Linked DNA regions of Mus musculus: regions 1, 2 and 3 are each linked to region 4. The links are chromatin contacts, called in public Hi-C and promoter capture Hi-C maps. All regions are on one chromosome and are shown on one strand. The core of a region is the stretch at or near the end of the contact, and the rest is flanking DNA. Distances in the headings are between cores, read along the strand shown. Region 1 holds the start of Aktip (thymoma viral proto-oncogene 1 interacting protein). Region 2 has its middle 12 kb from the start of Gm35797. Region 3 holds the start of Rbl2 (RB transcriptional corepressor like 2). Region 4 has its middle 22 kb from the start of Gm19935.

Region 1 (2,700 bases), core at 9-2,508, 340 kb after region 4:
AGTGCATCAAAAATTCAAGGAGGGTTATGTTCCTGTTTGGCTCAAATGAAAACTATATATTTTCCTTAAGGACTAGTAACCCACTGCCTAGACACACATGTTTTCTCAAGGTTTTTCTTCACCTCTTGAGAGGCGTGGCATTTCCTATTTGTAAATGTACTGGCACTGGGCACCTTTCATGTCTTCTGCCTTTAAAAATTCAGTACATGGCCCTCAGTTCCTCCAAAAGGTACCATGTACCGTCCAGCGCAGCCATATTTTTAACTCAGTGGTTCCAATAGCAACATAAGCACAAGGAACCGTAGCCAACTTTTCAGAAACTACAGTTTGCTAGATGAGCAATCTACCATAAGCATAGCATGACATCGTCCAATAGTAATGACAGATGTAAGGAAAACAGGTTCCATCCTTATTCGCAGAAAATACCACCAGACTTCCTGCTCCTCTGACTCTTAAAAAAAAAAAATGATTGCATGCATTTACACAGCTGAGCGAAGTCTGCATCTTCACCTATGCGACAGTGAGTATACCGCAGAGGGCCAATGAGACCTAGCTACCATCGTTCTTCTGTGACACAGAGCTAACTAATGTTATCACCCCAAAAAGGGTTTACGAAATTCCACATTAAGAGGCCACCAGACAGGACCGAGGAAAAGTAAACAGCCCGGGCCTCCGACAGCCCGGCTGGCTGGGCAGCTAGCTGGGCCGGGCACCCTGGCCCGGGGCACAATCCCATTTCGGAGCACGTAGAGAATCTGGACAAACCTGTCCCGAGGTGATGTAAGGCTGGTGCCCGGCCCTAGCCTGGAAGCGAGTTGGAGGCTGGCTGGGCCCGCTAGTCTGCAGCCGAGGCCGAGAGCCTGGGGCTTCATGTCAGCCCCTCGCCAGACAGACGGGACCCAGCGCAGGAGGGGCAGACCAAGCGGAGCAGAGCGCCACCAACCCTGCCGCCCTCTTCCTCGGGTGCAGCAGGTGCCTGCAGCGCACAGGTGCGGCCCCGCCCCCGTGTCCCCGCGCGGCCGCCGTCGCCCCGGTCCCTAGCGCACCCCAGGGAACCGAACGCCGGGCCGCGGACACAAACCCTCTGTCCTGACGACTCGGTAGCCACCAGCCCAGAGGTGAGACGCTTACCTGGATGCCCTCGGTGCGGAGCGCTGGGGGCCGAGCGCCACCGCGGGCCAACAGCATCTCCGGCTGTCCTGCAGCCCGGCCCCTGCCGCTCCTCTCCCGCAGAGCCCCGCCCCGCCCTGCCCTCAGCGGGACACGCCCTGGACACGCCCTAGACTGGGCGCTTCCGCTCGGATACCCATGCCGAATGGCTCTCTCTCGCCGTCCATCAAAAACGTACTTCCGGGAGGTGTTGGGGCTTGGAGCTCCGTCCTGCCAATCAAGTTAGCGCCGCTCGGGTGGGGCCGCGCTCGTACCTCCCCCTTACGTAACAGCGCCCAGGGACGAGCTGTCAGTCAAAGAAGCTTCAATCCCTGGGGAGGCTGGGACGAGAAACAAACAGGCACCAGGCCGCCATTGGACGTGGCGTGTGTCAGTCACCATGGATACCCACCCAGAGGTTTATGCGGCAGCCACTATAGCCAGTCTCCGGCAGTGATTGCTGCTAGCTCTTGGCTCCGCCAAGCGTCAGCCGGTATCCAGGCCTGGACTCTGAGCCACTGGCTGGAGAGGGAGGTCTGCAGCTCCCTGGTGGGAGTGATGGGATTTATTAATCAACTTGCTTAGGAGACAATAAGTGACACAGAGTAGAATTTAGCTGAGGTAGTGCTACCTTTACAATAAATCCAAAGTTATCAGGCTTGTTAGAAAGAATTCTGTAAATGTTTCTTCCCGGGGATTGATGTGCATTAGGTTCCATTCCCATAACCAAAAAAAAGACAACCCTGATTTACAACCAGCCATTAAACACATTAGCGTATCAAAGAACGTGTCTCTAACGGATACAAGCATCCTGAAGTTCTGGCCTGACATAAAGCCCCGTTTCTCTGGAGAAAAGCATAATTCTGCCCAGTGGCCAAGATGACCCTCTGTAACGACTATTATCGAACAACACTGATGTACTTAAGAAATAATTCTGGCGCCGGGCAGTGGTGGCGCGCACGCCTTTAATCCCAGCACTTGGTAGGCAGTGGTAGGCAGATTTCCGAGTTCTAGGCCAGCCTGGTCTACAGAGTTCCAGGACAGCCAGGGCTACACAGAAAAACCCTGTCTTGAACCCCCCCCCCCAAAAAAAAAAAAAAAGAAGGAAGGAAGGAAGGAAGGAAGGAAGGAAGGAAGGAAGGAAGGAAGGAAGGAAGAAATCTGGCAATATTTGGCTGTGTAAATCTTAAATGGCCAGACTTGCAGCCTACAGTCTCTGTTTCTACTGTGGCCTGCATCCCTTAGTCCCTACTTGTTACAAGATATGTCTGGCCCCTACTCTAATTTTTCCCCGCCCGGGAAACATGCTGCCTTTCTCCCTAGAAGCCCTTCCCCATGTAACTCAGCCATTTTGGTTACCTGCTCCTTTCAGTTTACCCCTTACTCTCTTAGCCAGTCTCTTAGACCAAGCTGCCTCTCTTGGTTGGCAGCTCCCCTTCTAGCTCTCTGTTTCCACATCTCCTCAGGTGGCGCAGCTCAGTCTGGGGATGTTCACTCTCCCAGATGTCTCTGCCTCTGTCTCTGCACCCCCTTTTATCTGCCATAAACTTT
Region 2 (2,700 bases), core at 119-2,618, 290 kb before region 4:
TAACATGGACAACTTTGTGTGGAAGGTCATGTAGATTCTCTCTAGGAGAAAAGGGAACGGTCCTCCTAAGTCCTTGCTGGCACCCCTCCAAGGATAAGGGCACCCATTTGGAGACTGTGTCTTCTGAGAGACAGAGTTCTAAATCTTCTTCCACCAAGACAGCATGGGTGCCAGCTGCTGAAACTCTTGGTGCTTACTTGTGGCATCCACACAGAACTTTTCCGGGGAATGGTCTGTCCTGAATAGCTATGCTTCACTCTAGGTCCTACTCAGTTCTGGGCTGCCTTACTGGTCAGTCTCAGTAAGTTAGAGCAAGACTAGCCTAAGTACCAGTTGATAAACTCATCAACACATTTTGTCACCGAGCAGTTTGCCTGAATGAAGCACCTGGATGGTGTGAGAGAGGCAGGGCAACTTCAGTTTTAAATGGCACACTGAGAGCTTACTCTAGACGAGGAAGAAGGAAACGTGTCCATGGAAACAGGCCCAGGAGTGTTCTACCAGGTGCTCCCACAATGTCTCCGTATCTCCTTTCTGCTTTGTTGTGATTGGCTTCCATCTCAGATAGTCGGTGGCCAACCATGAAGCTCATCAGCTTAGAGCAAAAAGAAACAAGATTTCCTCTTTCCCAATAGATGCAGCAATGTCCAAAATAGAGTTCTTGCCCTTCCTGGCCTGGCTCACCTGAAACCAAGTATCATAGCAAAGGAAAGAAACAGACTCTGATTGGCTGGGCCTGTTCTCACCTCCAGTATCAGCGGACCCAGTTACTCACATAGACCTATGGAGACTGACACACTAGAAGTGGGTGGAAAGCTTGGGTGCTCTTACTGAAAAGAGGAGGAATAGATGTTCGACTACATAACCGTTTGTTAACCTGTGACCACTCATCTTAAAGACATATACTCCAAAGCACAAGAGCTAGGATCCAATGCAGGCCCAGTCATACGTAGCTCAGAAAGACCTGGTGCCCAAGTCCAGGTGAAAACCTTCCAGATAAAGTCAGGGATGTCCGCAGCCTCTCCAGCAAACAAGCCACACAGAGGGCTACTCCTGTTCCATGTCCTCTCAGTATCTAAGCAGTGTGCTTCTCAAGGCTTGTGTTAGCCTGTCAGAATGAAAGGAGTAGCATGTATTTTGATTTCTGTTACAAACACGTTGTTTCAGAAATAAAGTTGGCATGGCAGGAATCTTGGTTGATTTAATCTCTGACATGGGAAGCTCATTTATAGCATCACAGCCTTCTGAATGTTTAAAAACTCAAGTGTTATAAGCCTGCTGTGCTTTTCCTGCAAAGTGCAAAACAGCACTAAATGAATAATACCACCTGGCCCAGCAGCACCAGCAGGATCCAGCATCAAACATAGGTTCAGTCTGTTCCCGGTGTGTGGACTTCCCTCTGCTGGGGCTTCAGTCATCTTGCAGAAATAGTCCCATGCCAAGGAGATCTCTCTCTCTCTCTCTCTCTCTCTCTCTCTCTCTCTCTCTCTCTCTCTCTCTCTCTCTCTCTCTCTCTCTCTCCCTCCTTCCCTCCCTCCCTCCTTCCCTTCCTCTCTCCCTTCTTCTCCCCTTCCCTCCCTTCTTCTCTCCCCCTCCATCTCCTGAATGCAGAAATTCCAGATCAGCTGACTCATGCTGCCTCTTTTCCCAAAATAACCTTTCCCAAAGCAGCTCTCCTCCAGATGCACAGCTAGAACGTTTGATCTTAAAACAACCTAAGATACTCCTGTTTTCCCAGTAAATGTGGGTTTTACACGATGTACCCCTCCACACCACCTCCCTACACCCAAAACCCCACTCACTCTTGGTAAAATTACATGCCTATATAGGGTACTCTAGGTATGTAAGTCTATCTTCTTATTACAAGAGAAGTTTATCACAGGCAAGTTCAGACTGAAGTTGCTTAGGTGTACATAAGCCAATCAGACATTGGCATCTTAGGGAACAGGATATCACATGACACCTGCAAGATAAAGTTTTATATGAATTTATAGGAACGTGTGAACAGCACAGGATCTGTACTCTTCCTAAGCAGTGTGCTTTTCCAGGCTAAAGAAATAATGTTTCTTTTTCTTTCCTTTTTAATCTCACTGTCAGAGGTTACAATTTTGACATTTAGACAGAAAACAGATTGCTTATAGTTTAGAAGCTGATAGAAACTCTTTCTAGAATCTAGCTACAAAGAAATCCACATCAGGGATTTTCAGTAAAGAATGGGACACAGAACAACTAGGGCCTCTCTCTTACACTCCTCATCACCAGTGGAATTAGGGAGTCTTCACCCCCTAGAGCTTCCAGGGACTAAACCACCAACCAAAGAGTCCACATGGCTCCAGCCACATATGTAGCAGAGGATGACTTTGTCAGACATCAACGGGAGGAGCGGCCCTTGGTCCTGTGAAAGGTCGATGCCCTTTGGAGAATGCCAGGGAGGAGACAGGAGTGGGTGGGGAGATGGGTGAGAATCCTCATAGAAGCAGGGAGAGGGAGAATGGGATAGGGGGTTTCTGAAGGGAAAACAGGGAAAGGGGATAACATTTGGAATGTAAATAAATAAAATATCCAATAAAAAAGGAAGTCCTCACCCAAAAGAGGTTCTTAAAGATGAGCCAGGGACCTGCAAGAATAGCATGAAGGTCTGAGGTCAGTTCTCTTTGGATACAGCCCCTATACCCATGCATATTCTCCTAGCATTAAATG
Region 3 (2,700 bases), core at 137-2,636, 270 kb after region 4:
ACCCTCCATTCCTGGCTTTTAACACCTGCTCCCGCAACACATGTGAGTTATACAGGTTGATCTCAGGTGAGGGATTTTTTTTTTGCCACTGAGAATCTCCCCAGCCCTTTTCAATCAATGTGTTTATCTCCACTAGATTCTCTTCACCACTTAAGCCCATGCAATGTGCCTTAAAAGTTTCTTTTCCGTGAGCAAATTCTTTGAAATTCCCTTCATATCTAAGCTTAGTTAGAGATTCGGTAGCTTTAACACCTCAAATCATAAATATAGGAAAGTTTCAAGCCCGGGGACAAAAGGCTGAGGTGCCTATTTAACATATCAAAGAGGACCTGGCTGCTCTGTTCTCCTGGTAGCCCTCAACCTCTACCTGTTACCATAGCCAGCCCCCTACCCAAAACTCTCCAGCTCAAGGGGTGGGCTGTGCTTTCCTATATAATCCAGACATTTTAGTTTCTAGCTCGGTGTACCTTTGGGCCTTCTAGCTGCTGCACCTGGTTCCCCTCTCTCCCCTCTCTCCCTTCACCTCCCGCGCCCCCTCCCCGCACTCTCCTCCCTCAGGTGGCTCAGGGTCATGTCCACTCTGGACTCACTCAGATGTCCCTGCTCTACGCTCTTCCTTTTATCTGTAAGAAACTTTAGCCGTATCTAGGAGCAGTTATGTGATAGCTAATATACATTTTAAGTTATTCTTGAAAACACATTCATGATTATTTGTGTGATTGAGGGTTGAGGGTTGAGGGTTTTTTATTTTGTTTTTGTTTGGTGAAGTGAGATCAATTCTTAGCTCAATATACCTTTGCCATTGATAGCGTTGACATAGGAGTGTCACTTGAGGAATCCTCTCTGTTGGATTGACCTGTGGGTCTTGCCTAGGGAGGTGGCGGCCGCGGGGGTGGCGTTGTATTAAGAAAGTAGCTGATAAAGCAACGGGGAGCTAAGTCAGTAAGCAGCGTCCTGCTTTAACCTCCGTCAATGATGAACTGTAAAGACTAAAATGAAATAAGCCCTTTCCTCTCCGAGTTGGTTACAGTCCGTGTTTATCTCAGCAACAGAGACTAGAAAGGGCAGGCAAACTATTATCTTTACTTTGGACCTTTTAGCTTTACTATCTGAGGACCTCTAGGTGAGGATGTGTGTAAAGGGCTTATATACTAAATCCTGTCGATATTTCTTGGTCTTTTTCTCTTCAAACGAGCCTTCTGAATGGTCTCACTATTGAGAGATGCTTTTTAAAACGGTAGAGGACGTGTCCATTCACCCCTAAATGATGCACAGCTCGTTTTTTGCTTTCTTCTTCCATGACTTTTGGTCTCCCTGAGATCCCGGCCGAGACTACATTTCCCAGCAGGCCGTGCTCAGACCTACGGGTGCCCGCATGGGACTGAGGAACTTTGGGGGCGGCACAGTAGCAGGACAGGCTGCTGACGGGCCGGCGCTTCGCGGTTTGAATGGCTGCGGGCCCGGGCCCTGAGCGCATCTGAAGAGCCGCGGCCTCGGGGTGCGCCATGGCATCTGGAGGCAACCAGTCGCCACCGCCTCCTCCAGCTGCTGCAGCCAGCTCGGAGGAAGAGGAGGAGGATGGCGACGCCGCGGATCGCGCGCAGCCCGCGGGGTCCCCGAGCCATCAGATCCAGCAGCGGTTCGAGGAGCTGTGCAGCCGCCTCAACATGGACGAGGCGGCGCGCGCCGAGGCCTGGAGCAGCTACCGCAGCATGAGCGAGAGCTACACGCTGGAGGTGCGTGCTCAGATCCTCCGTGGAGATCGGGGACTCGGGGTGGCCCTAGGATCACTTGGTCGTTTGCCCCGCACCATTGCCTCCCCCTGGCTTTGCGGCCGTCAGAGGAAACTCATTAAGTTTCAGGCTTGCTTACGTGTGAGAATGGCTTAGGATTTATTGTCCCCCACCCCCCGGGCAGATGAAAAGCGGGTGTAGACACACAACATTTGTTGCTGAACTTGGGCACTCTTTTTGGCTGTCATCCAGGTGTAGGCTTGTTATGTTCCGTTCTTGGGACGGGGCTTTGCAGTTGACGAAAATGGCTATTCGGGCTAGTGCCTGTCAACTCTGCAGGCACCTCCCCTGTATGGGCCAATGGGAAGTGACACGGAAGTCCGGATTGTTTTTCAGCTGCCTGTGCGTATGACCCTTTGATTTTATATATGGAAGCTTATCGAAGTAGCAGAGCAAAGAGGCCCCCGACCCGAAGGCTAAGCAAGGTGTTATTTAACTATGATATGGATGTACTTGTGCCATTCTTCTGAGTCGGTTTATTTCTATTTTTTTAAAAATCGACACACATCGAATTCCCCTCTCTCCATTTGTTACACTCACAAAAAAAAGAAACATGGCAGCTTTAGACCTGTGTCTGAGTGACTCTGGACAAGTTTTTAACCACAGTGAAACTCAGTTATGTTGTGTGAGCAGTTTTGTTACTTGTGCCCACTTCAAAGTGCTTACCTAAAGCTTAACTAAAGCAATGTGTGTATGTGTGCAGAAAATTTCCTAGACTGAAGCAGTCTGGCTGAAGAGACCGTAGCCGCCTTCCTTACCCAGTGTTTCCGATAGCCAGGCAAAGAGGAGAACTTCTGGTTTGAAGGACACAAATACTCCCAAACGAATTCTTACTTCACCTTAGAGATGACGCTGTAAATTAGCAAGAATGAGTATTATAACATAGCAGAGACTTCAAATCACAGAC
Region 4 (2,700 bases), core at 76-2,575:
ACTTACCTGTGCATTCATGTACCAGATGCCAATCCCACAAGCTAGGCCCTCTTCAGGAGAATCACAAGTTCAAGGCCAGTTTGGTCTATATAGCTAGTTCTAGGCTAGCTTGGACTTTAGAAGGAAAACCTAGTGTGTGTGTATGTGTGTGTGTGTGTGTGTGTGTGTGTGTGTGTGTGTGTGTGTGTGTGTGTGTGTGTGTGTGTGTGTGTGTTCTATTTTAAGTGTGTGTGTGTGTGTGTGTGTGTGCGTGTTCCATTTTAAGTATATTTTATAAACTTATTACATGTTATTATATTAACATATTATATATAAATAATAAGTTAAAATGTAGCTTTTATGTTCATGAAGCCCTAGCTAGAACGACTAAGAGTAAAAGTTCTAGTCAAATGTTCAGTGCAGTTGATGGTGCTGCAGAGGATACAGGGGATGCCCTAGAGCGTCCTGAAAGGCATCCTGGGAAAGTGAGAGTGAAAATATGAAGGGTGAGGGACCAGAGCTATGATGGCAAAAAGCCAGGGAGTTAGCAAGTCAAAACTTCTGTGTCCAGGGAGAGTAGGATGAGCTTGAAGAAGGGAACATAGAGCTGTGTGGCTGGAATGTCAAACACTGGAGCCTGGGATGGTGGGAATACAGACGGGAGGACTACACGGTGGTCTTCGTGTGAATCTTTGTCTTTATTAAGATGAACCGTTCATTCTCCCTTTCCTCTCTCCCTTCCTAGCCCCCTCCTTCTTCCTGTCTTCCCTTCCTCACTCTTCTTCCTTTCTCCTTCCTTCTTTGCTTCCGGTTGTAAACCCTGGCTGCCCCTTGGGACCATCTAGTCAAAACCTCAGCCAGCAAGATCATTAGGGCTAGGATGAGCATCTCTGGTTTTTAAGGTCTCCCTGGGTGATTCCAGTGTGTGGCTCCAGGAGAAGCCTCCTGGAGACCTAAGAAAGCCTGAATTGTTCGCTTGCCTTTTCCTCCCTCTAGTGACTGTTCTGTGCTCCTAAATCTGCTCTAAACCTGCAGGCAGATGTTACCTCCAAGAAGGTAAATTCTCCTGCCTGACTCTCCACCAGATAGTTGAAGTTTTGAAACAGCGCCCAGGGTGCTGGAAACCCTCAGACCCCAGCCATCAAAGACCTGCGTGGAGGACAGGGAGCTGTGTATACAAATATGTCCAGCCCGGAAGAAACTAAAAACCCTACAGCCTTTCACTCTTTTTACCCTGCCCCTGGAGGAAGCAGGGCCAGCCCCGCCCACACTTCCTTCTCCCCACCGCACCCCACCCCCACCATCCCTTGCCTCTGTTCCATTCTGTCCCCTAGGTGGTGCCAAAGAGCAGTGAGCCTGTTTTCTGTTTTGTTGTACTTTGATCAAGATTAGATCTCTGTTTTGAAAAAGCCCCACTACCGGCAGGTGGAAGAGGGTTTGAAACTGGACCATAGCATCAGAGGAGAGCAGGTCAAAGCCATTAGTAACGCAATTCTGGTGCGAGGTGATGGTGTCATGGCCGCTCTGACTGTAGCAGAAAAAGAAGAGTCACATTGTAGAGAGTGTTGGCTTCCTGTTGGCTTGCACACAGCAGCCAGCTCAGAGAGGAGAGGGATGCGTCAGGGATGTTTTTAGATTCTTGTTTGAATAAACAGATGGGTGTTGGAGTCAGTTCCTGGGGCAGGGAACAGAGGAGCAGATTTCAGGGGTGGAAAATAAGAAAAGTACCAGGGTGGTTATGAACAAATTCAGGATAATGGGCTACAAGAGCCAGGTCACTGTACTCATTTGTGCAGTAAATAATCCAGGCGTGACGGCAGGTGCCTGGAATACCGTGCTTAGGAGAGATGGAGGCAGGGAAACCTAGCTCAAGTTCATCCTTGGATATATAAGGAAGCTTGAGCTAGAGACCTTGTTTCAAAAACACACGCATCCTCACATGGATACACACATTTTCAGCCCTTCGTAATTATCAGGCACAGATTTAAGCTTTTCTCCTTCGAGAAGTTAGACTGGAGCTCGTCCTCTGGTCTCTGGGTAGGACCCTGCCTTACTTCTGCCAGTTGAAAATCCAACAAGGATTTAGCCAGTTCATTCTCAGAGCTGACCACACAGGAGGCACAAAAACCACAATGTTCCTCTTGACTTAAAGAGTTTGTGTCTCTGGGGAGTTTGTATGTTTCTCTTGCCTTCCTGGCCTCAAGTTTATAATCCTCCTGCCTTAAGTCTTTCCAAGTGGTAGGATTACAGAACACCAAGCTTGGCAGAAGATTCCATTTCTGACCTGCTTTTCTGACCTTGACAAAGTAAACTTTTTCTGAAAGTTAAAAAAACAAACAAAACAAAACAACTGGAACCTAGAAACCACATTCACCTGGGACATGACAGTAAAACTGTTCAGGTCTGAAGAAAGGAAACCCACTGTCCTGTTGTCTCATCCATGAACCACAGGAAATATTTCTCCCTGTAAGTCACAGACCTTAACACAAAAGGGCTTTGAGACAGAAAGGACAGTGGGCTTCATCTCAGCACTTTGGAAGTGACAACAGAAGGAGAGTAAGTTCCAGGCTAGCCTGCTGTACGGAGGAAGACTGTCTAAAACTAAAAAAGACAGGAAGGAAATAAAGTACTGTGAGTAACTGAAGAAGAGAAAGTTCTTGGAGTCCCTGAGCAGCAAAGTCAAAGAGCCAGAAAGGCAAAGAGGAATCAATAGAAACCATC

The links. Promoter capture Hi-C pulls out the DNA fragments that hold promoters and counts their contacts. Hi-C and Micro-C count contacts between places; a contact is called where the count stands out from the background.
Region 1: a promoter capture Hi-C map of pre-B cells shows a contact between it and region 4, with 5 times the contacts expected there. The contact joins the promoter of Aktip here to the enhancer-like site in region 4. A contact is called at or near these places in 8 of 39 promoter capture datasets (the C10 cell line, embryonic stem cells, liver and 2 more), 3 of 15 datasets of contacts at CTCF or cohesin (embryonic stem cells, large pre-B cells and pro-B cells), 9 of 484 Hi-C or Micro-C datasets (CD4 T cells, CD8 T cells, the N1E-115 cell line and 2 more), 6 of 115 datasets of contacts at active chromatin or transcription factors (bone marrow-derived macrophages, effector CD8 T cells, embryonic stem cells and 2 more) and 1 of 9 other capture datasets (pancreatic islet).
Region 2: a Hi-C map of cortical neurons shows a contact between it and region 4, with 4 times the contacts expected there. The contact joins two enhancer-like sites. A contact is called at or near these places in 2 of 484 Hi-C or Micro-C datasets (cortical neurons and embryonic stem cells) and 1 of 115 datasets of contacts at active chromatin or transcription factors (embryonic stem cells).
Region 3: a promoter capture Hi-C map of pre-B cells shows a contact between it and region 4. The contact joins the promoter of Rbl2 here to the enhancer-like site in region 4. A contact is called at or near these places in 12 of 39 promoter capture datasets (the 3T3-L1 cell line, 3T3-L1-derived adipocytes, the C10 cell line and 7 more), 5 of 484 Hi-C or Micro-C datasets (CD4 T cells, CD8 T cells, embryonic stem cells and 1 more), 10 of 115 datasets of contacts at active chromatin or transcription factors (the 230-238 cell line, CD4 single positive thymocytes, effector CD8 T cells and 4 more) and 1 of 9 other capture datasets (embryonic stem cells).

Annotation. Positions count from the first base shown.
Region 1 is chr8:91,132,769-91,135,468 of GRCm38.p6, forward strand. It overlaps Aktip (thymoma viral proto-oncogene 1 interacting protein), which reads right to left and starts at 1,259. Exons shown (of 10, transcript NM_001302266.1): 1 at 1,132-1,259.
Region 2 is chr8:90,501,758-90,504,457 of GRCm38.p6, forward strand. No RefSeq gene overlaps it. Among named protein-coding and RNA genes, the nearest start is that of Gm35797, 12 kb to the left of the region's middle. Within about 2 kb of position 1,369, at least 18 of the 459 cell types and tissues checked have an H3K27ac peak or open chromatin away from gene starts, as enhancers often do. A contact at or near this core is called in cortical neurons, where this site is marked.
Region 3 is chr8:91,068,671-91,071,370 of GRCm38.p6, forward strand. It overlaps Rbl2 (RB transcriptional corepressor like 2), which reads left to right and starts at 1,387. Exons shown (of 22, transcript NM_011250.4): 1 at 1,387-1,736. The coding sequence starts at 1,506.
Region 4 is chr8:90,794,221-90,796,920 of GRCm38.p6, forward strand. No RefSeq gene overlaps it. Among named protein-coding and RNA genes, the nearest start is that of Gm19935, 22 kb to the right of the region's middle. Within about 2 kb of position 1,326, at least 177 of the 459 cell types and tissues checked have an H3K27ac peak or open chromatin away from gene starts, as enhancers often do. A contact at or near this core is called in the 230-238 cell line, CD4 single positive thymocytes, CD8 T cells and 11 more, where this site is marked.